Linked DNA regions of Sus scrofa: regions 1 and 3 are each linked to region 2. A link is a contact called in public Hi-C and HiChIP or PLAC-seq data. All regions are on one chromosome and are shown on one strand. The core of a region is the stretch at or near the end of the contact, and the rest is flanking DNA. Distances in the headings are between cores, read along the strand shown. Region 1 overlaps ME3 (malic enzyme 3). Region 2 overlaps ME3 (malic enzyme 3). Region 3 overlaps ME3 (malic enzyme 3).

The links. Hi-C and Micro-C count contacts between places; a contact is called where the count stands out from the background. HiChIP or PLAC-seq counts read pairs in DNA pulled down with a chosen protein or histone mark.
Region 1: an H3K27ac HiChIP or PLAC-seq map of skeletal muscle shows a contact between it and region 2. The contact joins two enhancer-like sites. A contact is called at or near these places in 8 of 47 Hi-C or Micro-C datasets (embryonic fibroblasts, epiblast stem cells, fetal heart ventricle and 4 more) and 1 of 2 datasets of contacts at active chromatin or transcription factors (skeletal muscle).
Region 3: a contact with region 2 is called in a Hi-C map of skeletal muscle, with 6 times the contacts expected there. The contact joins two enhancer-like sites. A contact is called at or near these places in 20 of 47 Hi-C or Micro-C datasets (brain, embryonic fibroblasts, epiblast stem cells and 12 more) and 1 of 2 datasets of contacts at active chromatin or transcription factors (skeletal muscle).

Annotation. Positions count from the first base shown.
Region 1 is chr9:20,409,730-20,413,034 of Sscrofa11.1, forward strand. All of the region lies in intron 2 of ME3 (malic enzyme 3), which reads right to left. Among named protein-coding and RNA genes, the nearest start is that of ME3, 78 kb to the right of the region's middle. Within about 2 kb of position 1,977, at least 3 of the 83 cell types and tissues checked have an H3K27ac peak or open chromatin away from gene starts, as enhancers often do. A contact at or near this core is called in skeletal muscle, where this site is marked.
Region 2 is chr9:20,325,156-20,328,454 of Sscrofa11.1, forward strand. The region is part of intron 7 of ME3 (malic enzyme 3); the gene reads right to left. Among named protein-coding and RNA genes, the nearest start is that of CCDC81, 100 kb to the left of the region's middle. Within about 2 kb of position 1,751, at least 9 of the 83 cell types and tissues checked have an H3K27ac peak or open chromatin away from gene starts, as enhancers often do. A contact at or near this core is called in skeletal muscle, where this site is marked.
Region 3 is chr9:20,432,926-20,436,203 of Sscrofa11.1, forward strand. The region is part of intron 2 of ME3 (malic enzyme 3); the gene reads right to left. Among named protein-coding and RNA genes, the nearest start is that of ME3, 54 kb to the right of the region's middle. Within about 2 kb of position 1,941, at least 4 of the 83 cell types and tissues checked have an H3K27ac peak or open chromatin away from gene starts, as enhancers often do. A contact at or near this core is called in skeletal muscle, where this site is marked.

The DNA.
Region 1 (3,305 bases), core at 727-3,226, 85 kb after region 2:
TGTTGGCAAAATTCCCTGTGGCGGTTTGAATGCTTCGTGACCCTCTCTTCCCAAGGGGCTATTATTTAAAATTTAAATAATATTGTTCTTGGCATCCTGATGGCTCTCTAACTCAGCTGAACCTCAACAGGGTGATGGCAGAGGAAGGTGCTGGGCAGGGGAGCTGCTGCGGACAAGGGAGTACCGCTTCCTTCCTCCAATTACACGACAGCTCTTTGACAGGCCCAGCCTGGAGGACTGGGTCAGAAAGTGAACTGCAACCAGGAGGAATAAAACAAACAGACACTGAAGAAGCATTGTACCATTGTACACCCACGCCTGGTGCGTGCTGACCAGTGGGCGGGGGTGCCCGAGCTGGATGCAAGACCGACCAAGGACAAGTTCATCTTGCAGGGCAATTGTCCAGCAGACCATCGAGCTGGATGCAAGACCGACCAAGGACAAGTTCATCTTACAGGGCAACTGCCCAGCAGTTAACCTGCTCCAGCCCTGATGTTAGCCAAATCCTCCCCATCCTGGGCCTTGACCTCAGCTCTGCCCCTCAGTCAGGGGAACCAGGAAGGAGGTCATTCTGCTCTGGGGACAGATGACTGACATGTATACAAGAGATCAGGGCAACCAGTCTCCTTCTCTGTCGTGACACCAGGAGGCAGGAGTTCTAGGTCCACAGTCATTTTGGACTGACTTTCTAACAACAGTTTACATTCCATGACCTCTTTAGGTTTCACAAGGCAGGTGTATTTCCTTTGCGATATCAGACAATCTCAGAAACCAAAAAGAAAATCACGATGACAGTGGTTCTCAAGCTTTGCTACCCATTAGAAGCACATGGGGGTGGTCAAACACCCGGATTAAACCCCGCGCCCATTAAGTCAGAATTCTGGGGGTGGGAGTCTGCATGAGGAGTGTTTAAAGGTCCACAGGTGACGCCAAGGTGCAGCAAAGTTTGGGAACCATTGTCCTGTGAGAGAGGCTATGGAAGTGCTATGCTCATTTTATAGAGTTAACACGAAAGCTAAGAGAGGTTAATAACTGGCCTAAAAGCAAGGCCCTAGCAAGGAGCAGAGATGGGACTTGAACCCCGAATTCCATTCCAAATTGTTGGTTCATTAATTCATGACATAATCATTCATTTAACAGGTATGTTTTGAGGACCAGCCACATAGCAGGCACCAGACATTGAACGAGAGACCAAATACACACGGCCCCTACCTCCGCCGAGTGTCAGTGTAGTCATCTTTTCATTCAAACCAGCGTCCTTTACACTCGTCTATGTTTTTGAATTAATTTGGAAGTAGGCGGGCTAATTCAGTGCCTGCTAGGCTATGGTGCTCAGCAAAACAGTGCCAGTGGTCTTTTTGCTGGAGTTCAGGTGTGTGGTGCAGGTTACTCGGGACTGGCCACGGAGGAAGGAGATCTGTGACTCTTCTTTCACCAGCTGTGTGATCCTGGACAACAGTCTTTTTTTTTTTTTTTTCTTTCTGCTGTACCTGTAGCATATGGAAGTTCCTGAGCCAGGGATCGAATTGGAGATGCAGCTGTAGCCTATGCCACAGCCACAGCAACACCAGATTTGAGCCACATCTGCAACCTACACTGCAGCTTGTGGCAATGCCAGATTCATAACCCACCGGGCCATGCCAGGGATTAAATCTGCAGCCTCACAGAGGCAGCATTGGGTCCTTAACCTACTGAGCCACAAGGGGAACTCCCCGGACAGCATTCTTAAGTATCTGATTCTCACTTTGCTCATCTGCAGAATGAAGACAATAATACCCATTTAAAAAGACTGCAGTGAGAACTAATGGAAGCCTCCTGTGTGGTGGTGTATCCAGTGAGCCGCCAGCACAACTGAGGCCTCAATAAACTCAGCTCCAACCGGGTGCTCACCAGATGCTGAAGGTGGAGGGAACAGGATTTATGAACCTTGTGCCTCTGAGAGGCCCAGCAGCCAAGCGCATCCTTAAAATATCTCAGCCTGTTTAGTCTTCCTCTCTAACCTCTGGCCCCAACCCATCCTACTCCTCTTCCTTGGAACTCGCAGTTGCAACACCGTTTACTTGGAATTTAAATAAATAAATTTTCATTGGTCATAGGGATGTAAAGAAAATCTAACATTAATGAGGGGAGTTCTCTTGTAGTTCAATGGGTTAAGGATCCTGCATTGTCACTGCAGTGGCTTGGGTCGCTGCTGTGGCGCGGGTTTGATCCCTGGCCTGGGAACCTCCATATGCCTCAGGCTCAGCCAATAATAATAATAATAATAACAGAAAATCAAAGGGAACTGGACTGAAAGTTAAAAGCTGAAGAACTGGGCATATTTTTAAAAGCGTAGTTCCATGTTAAAATTAGATTTATACTAAAAGAACAGGAAAGAAAAATGTAGAACGTCGGACCACGTGAGTTCTTTTTTCCTAACCAGTGCTTAGTTTACATAATCCACATTAAATTGTTTCTTTATTCCCTCCTGAGATAGAATCTAAGCCACTTAATGAATTTGAGAGTTTCTTAAAAATGTTCTCATTTCATAAACATAATTAGCCCTGGGACCTATGTGTTTAGGGATACAGGCAGTTAATCAAATTGCTCTTTTCCATTGGTGATTTCTGAAAAGGTCACTGGAATTCCTGCAAGTGAGGCTTGGCTGTTCTCAAGTGACACTGTCTCCTCTGAAGGAAGCTACGTTGACATTCAAAGAGAACTGCAGGGTGACCTCTCCTCCAAATGTCTCAAAATAAACAGCCCTAAGCACAGGGCTATATTTAGTGTCATTTAGCGACCAGGCTCTTCTAAAACCTATATCCTGTGATAAGTAACGTCAATGTTTGAAGTCCCCTTTAAAGGAGCAATGAGGCGCTTATTCTAAATTAATGCTGATGGACTAAATACACCACTGAATGACTGTCTGGGTCACTGTCGAATAGTCTGGAAATTTAATTTGCTTTTACAGATGAATATTCAGTTTGGGGGTTAGTCTATAGTTTATAACTTCTATTAACTTAATAAAGATTTTAGTAGTATTATATAATGCCTACTAAAGGACAGGCTGTGGTCAATAATGAGTGAACCAAAGCATTATTTGATTCTGTCCTTTATAACATCCATATGAAGTAACATATCTGCCCAAGATTATGCGGTTAATAAGTTATGGAGCTGGACTAGGAACCCAGTTCTGTGTGCCAGTAAAGCCCACATTGGTAGTCACTATTTTGCCTACACTGCTTTGCATCTTTTGCAGAGACTTCGAACATTTAGCAATAATCTTTGTCAGCCACAATAAAGACAGGTTGATCAGTACACTTAAG
Region 2 (3,299 bases), core at 501-3,000:
CCTATTTTCTGAAAATCCTAATAGGGTTCACAGTGCCTTTGGGGTTGTGTTCAAACATCTGAAATGGCGTCCACTTTGGCCCCGACCTTAATGCTCACCATCCCTGCTCCCAACTCCCACCTATATCTTTTCACACCCTGGGCATATCCTGCTGCTTCCCAACTACTGTGGGTCCTTACACAACTCCCCATCTTCACTAGAAGGCCTCCTTTTCACCCTGGCCAACTCCTACTTAAACGGTAAGGCCCTGCTCAAATGTCCTCTCTTCCAGGAAGGCTTCCTTGACTCATCGATGTTCCTACCTTCAGGGTAGCAGTAATTCTTCTCTTCTCTAGGCTGCCTTGCTATTCTGGGCATATCTCTGCTAGGATATGTCATATTATATCACAATTATTTATTAACATTCCTGCTGGGCACGCTCATGAAGAGTAGAGGAGACATGCAGCTCAGCAGAGAGGAAGAGGGCGTTCAGGTCATGGGGTTGCGTATGGGTTTGGGGCAGAGGATGTGCACTGAGCAGGGAACAAGGCCAAGGACAGAACCTAGGGGGCCCACCTGCGTCCAGGGGCCAGAGAGGGGAGAAAGAAGAGAATCCAGCCAAGGAAATGAGCAGGGGGACGGGCCAGGTGGAAGACTGACCAGCAGAGTGGCTGCCACAGGAGCTGTACGATGGGCTGTGGTCAGTGTCAGATGCGGGGCAAGGTTAACGAAACCTGGGACCCGGAAGTGCTGGGGGGCCGGCGCCCGGAAGAGCCTTCAGGAACTTCCAGAGCACTTCCGGTGGTGTGGTGGGGAGGGAACCATTCGGCAGGGGTTTAAAGAAGAGGCTTGGCTATGACGTAGGGTGATAGCCATTGGTGGATGGATTCATTTTTGGTGCAAATATGCACGTGGAACAGAGGAGCCAGTATGGAGGGAGATGAGAGGCGTCACGACAGGGGATGGAGGTTCTGGGGAGTCAGAAGGAGGCAGGAGCCAGAGTCCAGTTACAGTGTGAGATGACGTGGTTCTTCCTTCTGGGACATCACAGCCTGGTGGAGGGACGGACATGAAGCCCTGGCACCACAGGGCCACCAGAGATGGGAGAGGGAGCAGTTGGTTACTCAGGGGCAGGGACCGGAAGTGGGGGCTGTCACTAGGACGACAGGGAAAGTACGCAGTCGGCGAGGAAACTGGAAACCGTTGACTGGAGAAAGCGGGAATGTGGCCCCTGAGGAGAGAGAGATCCCAATGGAACGGGGCATAAGGAATGAGGTCCTTCAAAGACATGAAGGCCCCTTCTGTGGACCTGGAATTAGGAAGACTTACTTAATGAGGCCTTGAGGGAAAAAAGCAGAGCCAACAGGTGGAAGTCAGAAGGACAGAGAGATTCCAGTGCCCTATAAGGCAGAGATGCAAAGACTGGCTGCTAAGAGGCTGTCCCTGGATGTGATTCCATGGTCCCACTTGGCACTGAGGTTGTGGAAGGGAGTCCAGCCGCGGTGGGGTGGGGAGCGGACCTCCGAGGCCCTTCCCCTCCCAGGTCCCACACCGGGAGATTCCCCTGGTGTTTCCCGGGCCCTGCAGCCAGACTGGCGGGCTCCTGGCACTGCCATTCTGGCCTGATGGGGGGGAAAACTCCCATTGGGTAATAAGACAGTCACAGGAAGCAGCAATTTCTAAGCAAAAGTACCAGAATAATGCAGCTGTTCCTCAGCCACCGCTCTGATGGCAAGCCCAGGCCAGACAGAAAACACTTCAGGAACAGTTTGGATTTCCTTCTCAATTTCCCTGTTTGTCTGAGTTCCTGGGAAAACACGCAAATGGCGCCAGAAATCCCAGAGCGGGGACAAGGATGGTGGCTGATCTGTTGACCTCTGGACCTCTCCAAGGTCAGAAGCCAGTACTGATATTTTCCTCCAGGACACAGCAGCTCACTCCCCAACCTTCGGTTCTTCAAGCTGGTGCACTTTCCCCAGCCACCAGCCCTTTCTTTGGCTGACTTGGGGCACAGGATTAAGGCCAGCTCTGATCTGCCCACAGATTTAGTTGTCACAGAGTCACTGATGTCGCCATGAAGATCCTGTGATTAGTCTGGCCCGTTCTGACCTCTGCATTCAGGTGAACTACCGTAGCATTTGTATCGGAGTGTTTGCCATACAGTCATCTCTTGGACTTCCTCAGCGTCCAAACTGCCCCTCTCCTGGGGAACTCACTGAATTCTCCCTTGAATGACAACAGTCTGGCTGGAAGACAATAAGGCTGGAAAACCTAGTCCTTGCTTGCGGGCTTTGGGACCCAAGTGAGGCCAAGTCAGGGAGCGAAAAAAGAAAAGATGAAGCTACATCAGCGGAGAGACAAGATCAAAGCCGAGAGGAGGCAGGGTCCTCGAGGGCAGGGGAGATGTCTGACTTAGCACGTGGGACACGGACAGCTGAGGAAGGAGCTTTAACCAAGCCCCTTTCCTAGCCCCTGCTCTGGACAAATCCACTTCAGACACCCAAGTTGGAAGAACAAACAAACCTGCTGCCGTATGCCCAGGGCCCTGCGCTTGCCCGGCTCAGCCAGCCTAGGTGAACAAACGCAAGCATGAAAGTGTGCCTGCTAGAGCAGAGCCCCTCCACGGGGGTGGCCAGTCACACAGCCCATGTGACATCCTTGTCCCCTAGGAGCCCCAGGTTCCTCTTCTAGAGGCACTGCAGCTAAGTATCTTTGTATCACAATAGCTCAGGCCCTTTCCTTTATCCCAAGGATGAGGATGCAAGTTAAGACAAAGGAGGAGGGCCAGCCTGGGAGAGCAGGCAGCAGAGGCTGGAGTAAACCACCTCCGATTTTGAAGTCAGACAGGTTTGGGGCAAGTCCAGACTTCCATTTTTAGCTGGGTGATTTTGGACAAGTTACTTAACGTTTCTGAGCCTCAGTTTCTTTACTCCTAAGGGTTGTTGTGATAGAGCACCCAGCACAGAGCAGGTTCTTTGTAAAGGTGAGTTGCTGGCTCTTTCCTGGGAAGAAGGCCATGACTTTTCTTTTCTTTTAACATGGCTGCAACTGCAGCATAGGGAAGTCCCTGGGCCAAATCGGAGCTGCACCTGGGGCCTACGCCACAGCCATAGCAATAGCAATAGCAGTGACATATCCAAGCAACATCTGTGACCTATGCTGCAGCTTGCAGCAATGCCAGACCTTTAACCCACAGAGTGAGGCCAGGGATCAAACCCATATCCTCACAGAGACAGCACTGAGTCCTAAACCCACTGAGCCACAGTGGGAACTCCAAGCCATAACTTGCAAATCCGGTGGTGGTCAAAGGCCTACATGCC
Region 3 (3,278 bases), core at 691-3,190, 110 kb after region 2:
GAGTTAAATCCTTTGTGTAAGTTTATGCAGTTCACATGTGGTGATGCTAGTGGTTGGAACTCCGGGCTATGCTCTTAAACACATTAAAATAGTGCTTTCTCATTGGAGGACACTGCACTCATCAAGAGTAATGACTAGTCCCAGGCACCCAACCAGCAGTAGTGCCATTAATGAGGGGCTTGATGGAGAGTGTACATATAACGTCTGGTCCATCATGAATATTCAGGGGATGCATCCCCTCTGGAATGATCACTAATCTGATTCCATGTGTCCTGAGTCTTCCAGAGCACAGAGAGCCCTGGGAGACAGTTCATGTCATTTAAGCTCTACATCCTGTCACCTAGACCTGTATGCTGCCTAGAATGGGTGCTGAGTACTCATTTGTTAAATCAATGAATAACTGAATGCCATTGCCTGTCTTCTAAGAGTTTACAATCTGCTAGAAATGGTAAGATTTGTGCATACACACACACACACACACACACACACAAAACACTAGCCAGAAGTGCGTTAAACATACATAAAAGATATAAACCAGCAATTCCACATTCTTCACTTATATGAAGCCAGAAAAGAAAACTTGCCCATGTACAAGGAGACACGCCAGCATGGTGACTGCAAAATTGTTTACAACAGTAAAAATTGGGAATAACTAAACTTTCATCAGCAGAGGCATGGAGAAGTACATCTCAGCTTACGAATACAATGGAATATTATAGATAGTAACTGAAATGAATGGTGTAAAACTAAGTGGGTTATATGGATAACTCATGAAACACAGTAAGTGAAGAAATAATCATAGTAGCTAACATTTATTTAACACTTACGAAGTGCCAGGTCCTACTTTAGCACTTGGTATGTATTAACTCATTGAGTCCTCACAACAACCCTCTGAGGGCAAATACATCCACCAAACCTACCTTAGAAATAAGGAAGCTGAATGCTATCTACCATTTGCCTGTAACGTGGCTGACGTACAGAGCTGGATGGTTGTTCCATGTACAGCCGACAAAGAACTATATAGCAAGAAATAGAAAAAAAAAAATAAATAAAAAAAAAAAAAAAAAAAAAAAAAAAAAAAAAAAAAAAAAAAAAAAAAAAATGAAACTAACAAAGATTTCCATGTACGCAAAAAGACTATAATTTAAGAATAGAAATTAGAAAAAGAAAAACATAATGAATGAAAAAATGAATAAATAAAACATAAAGTATACACTTTCAAAAAAGTATATCCATATGTAATAAAAGTGTTAAAACACGCATGGGAATCCCCAAATTATGATTGTGATTATATTAGGGGCGGCAAAAGGGAGGGGACTGCAAAGTCACCAAGGGGAAGGGAGCAAGCATCAAATGGATTTGTTCCATTTCTCAAGCTGAATGATTGTTCCATAGAAAGTCTTTATATAATTTCTGTCTGAAATATTTCATAATAAAGAAAGTGATCAACAAGAAACTAAACCCCTCAAGGGCTCAAAGAAACATGATTCCTGTTACTGCGAGGAGAAAGGGACATTTAAATGAGACCTAAAGATTATGAGTAAAACTAGCAAATGTGGAAATCAGAGAGTCACCCAGTGAGGGACGCTGGGCACAAAGGTGGGCAGGACAACTGAGATTGCTAGAAAGACATTCCACTTTCCATTCCAAGGCCCCCGGGAGGCCCAGCCTGGGGGACTCAAGACTCTGGGCTTGGTGGCTCCAAAATCTACTTGGCCTTTTCTCTGTGGCTGCAGAACTGGGGAACTGGGAGGCCCAGGCTTCTGTGCCAGGGGTGCCCCGGGTGGCTGGGAATGCCTGGATCTGCTGGCATCCTGTGGCTTATTCTCAGACTGCATGGGAGGGGGGGTGCTTGCCTGCTGCTCAAAGGCAGGCTGGATGTGGAAGTCTGTTCACAAGCTGGAATCATGACTGACAGTGTTGGCTTTGGAGTCTGGGGAGGAATAAGGGAACTCGCTGCAACTCAAAACCCAGTGACCAAAAGGGAACAGTGTTTCACTGAACATAACCGAATCAACTGTTGGCCAGAAAGCCCAGGGCACACGGGAAGCCCTCAGATGGTCCAGTTTTCAGGCAGCTGGGGCACTGAGTCTGGACAAGCCCACACTCCATAGCTGTGCCAAGCAGATTTGTCAGACATTGTCCTGAACTTAGGGCTCAGCCTCTTCCTCACTCTACTACCTGAACCTGTGGGGACCGGCTGCTCCACAGACCTGTTCTCACTGGCTCTTTAACTGCTTGTGGTCTGGATCAGGAAATCTGGGATGGCATGAGCTAGAGCCTCAGACCGCTATGCCAGAGCCTCTACAGGCCAAGGCTGGTTTCCCAAGGGCACACTCAAAGAGAAGTAAAAAGACACACGTCGTTTGACTGATAGAAATGAGTATCTAGTTGGTGCTGCATTCAAAGGAAGGAGGCACTTTGTCCCGGATTGGGGAGACCTAGAAGTTAAGCCTTGGGTGCTGGCATTTCCTCTGTGTCTACATGTTTGATTTTGGACAGGTACTCAGCTTCTCTAAGCCCCACGGTCCTCATCTGTAAAACAGATGCCACAGCAACAACCACCTAAAGGGTTGCTGTGAGGTGCAACAACAATGCACCAATGGCTACCTTTTATTCATGTTCCCTAGGTGCCCAGCCCTGTGCCTAGCATTTGGAAACAGAATCTCAAGTTAGCTTCCCAGCAGCTCTAAGGAGCTGGGGAACAGAAAGCTTAAGTAATCTGCCCCCAGTCTTAAATTCATAAATTGTGGATCTGGGATTCAAATCCAGGTCTGCCTGGCTCCAAAGACTCTTACAGTAACTGCATGCTGCAAAATGCTTTGCAAATGTGTTTCCACTGCTCATGTGGAAGTTATAAACTTATCTCAACTGGGTAAAACACCCTCTCTTGAATTGACTTGATTCGAGATTAAATTAAATCCAAAACTCATAGGCTGGATTACATTCCTGCTGCTTTGTTCCATATGAGCAGACTGGGGACCTTCCACTTTATGGCTGGGCCCTCAGTGGGTCAGGTCAGACCCCAAGGCCCCCCCAAAGTTATAACAGCCTTCCTTGGGGGATCTGGGTCTCCCAAATCCCAGGGTGAGGCTTTCACCTTGGACTTCAGTCCTCCGTTCTTGCGGCTTCTTGGCAATGATCACCAATCAGGTGCCTAGGGATGTTTTTTGGTAGTCCCAAAGCTAAGACCTCAAATTACACATATTCACTTCACTTGCCAAACACCTCCCTGAATTAAGTGTTCTGGACATTAAGCTTTTCAATAGCTTCTCTGT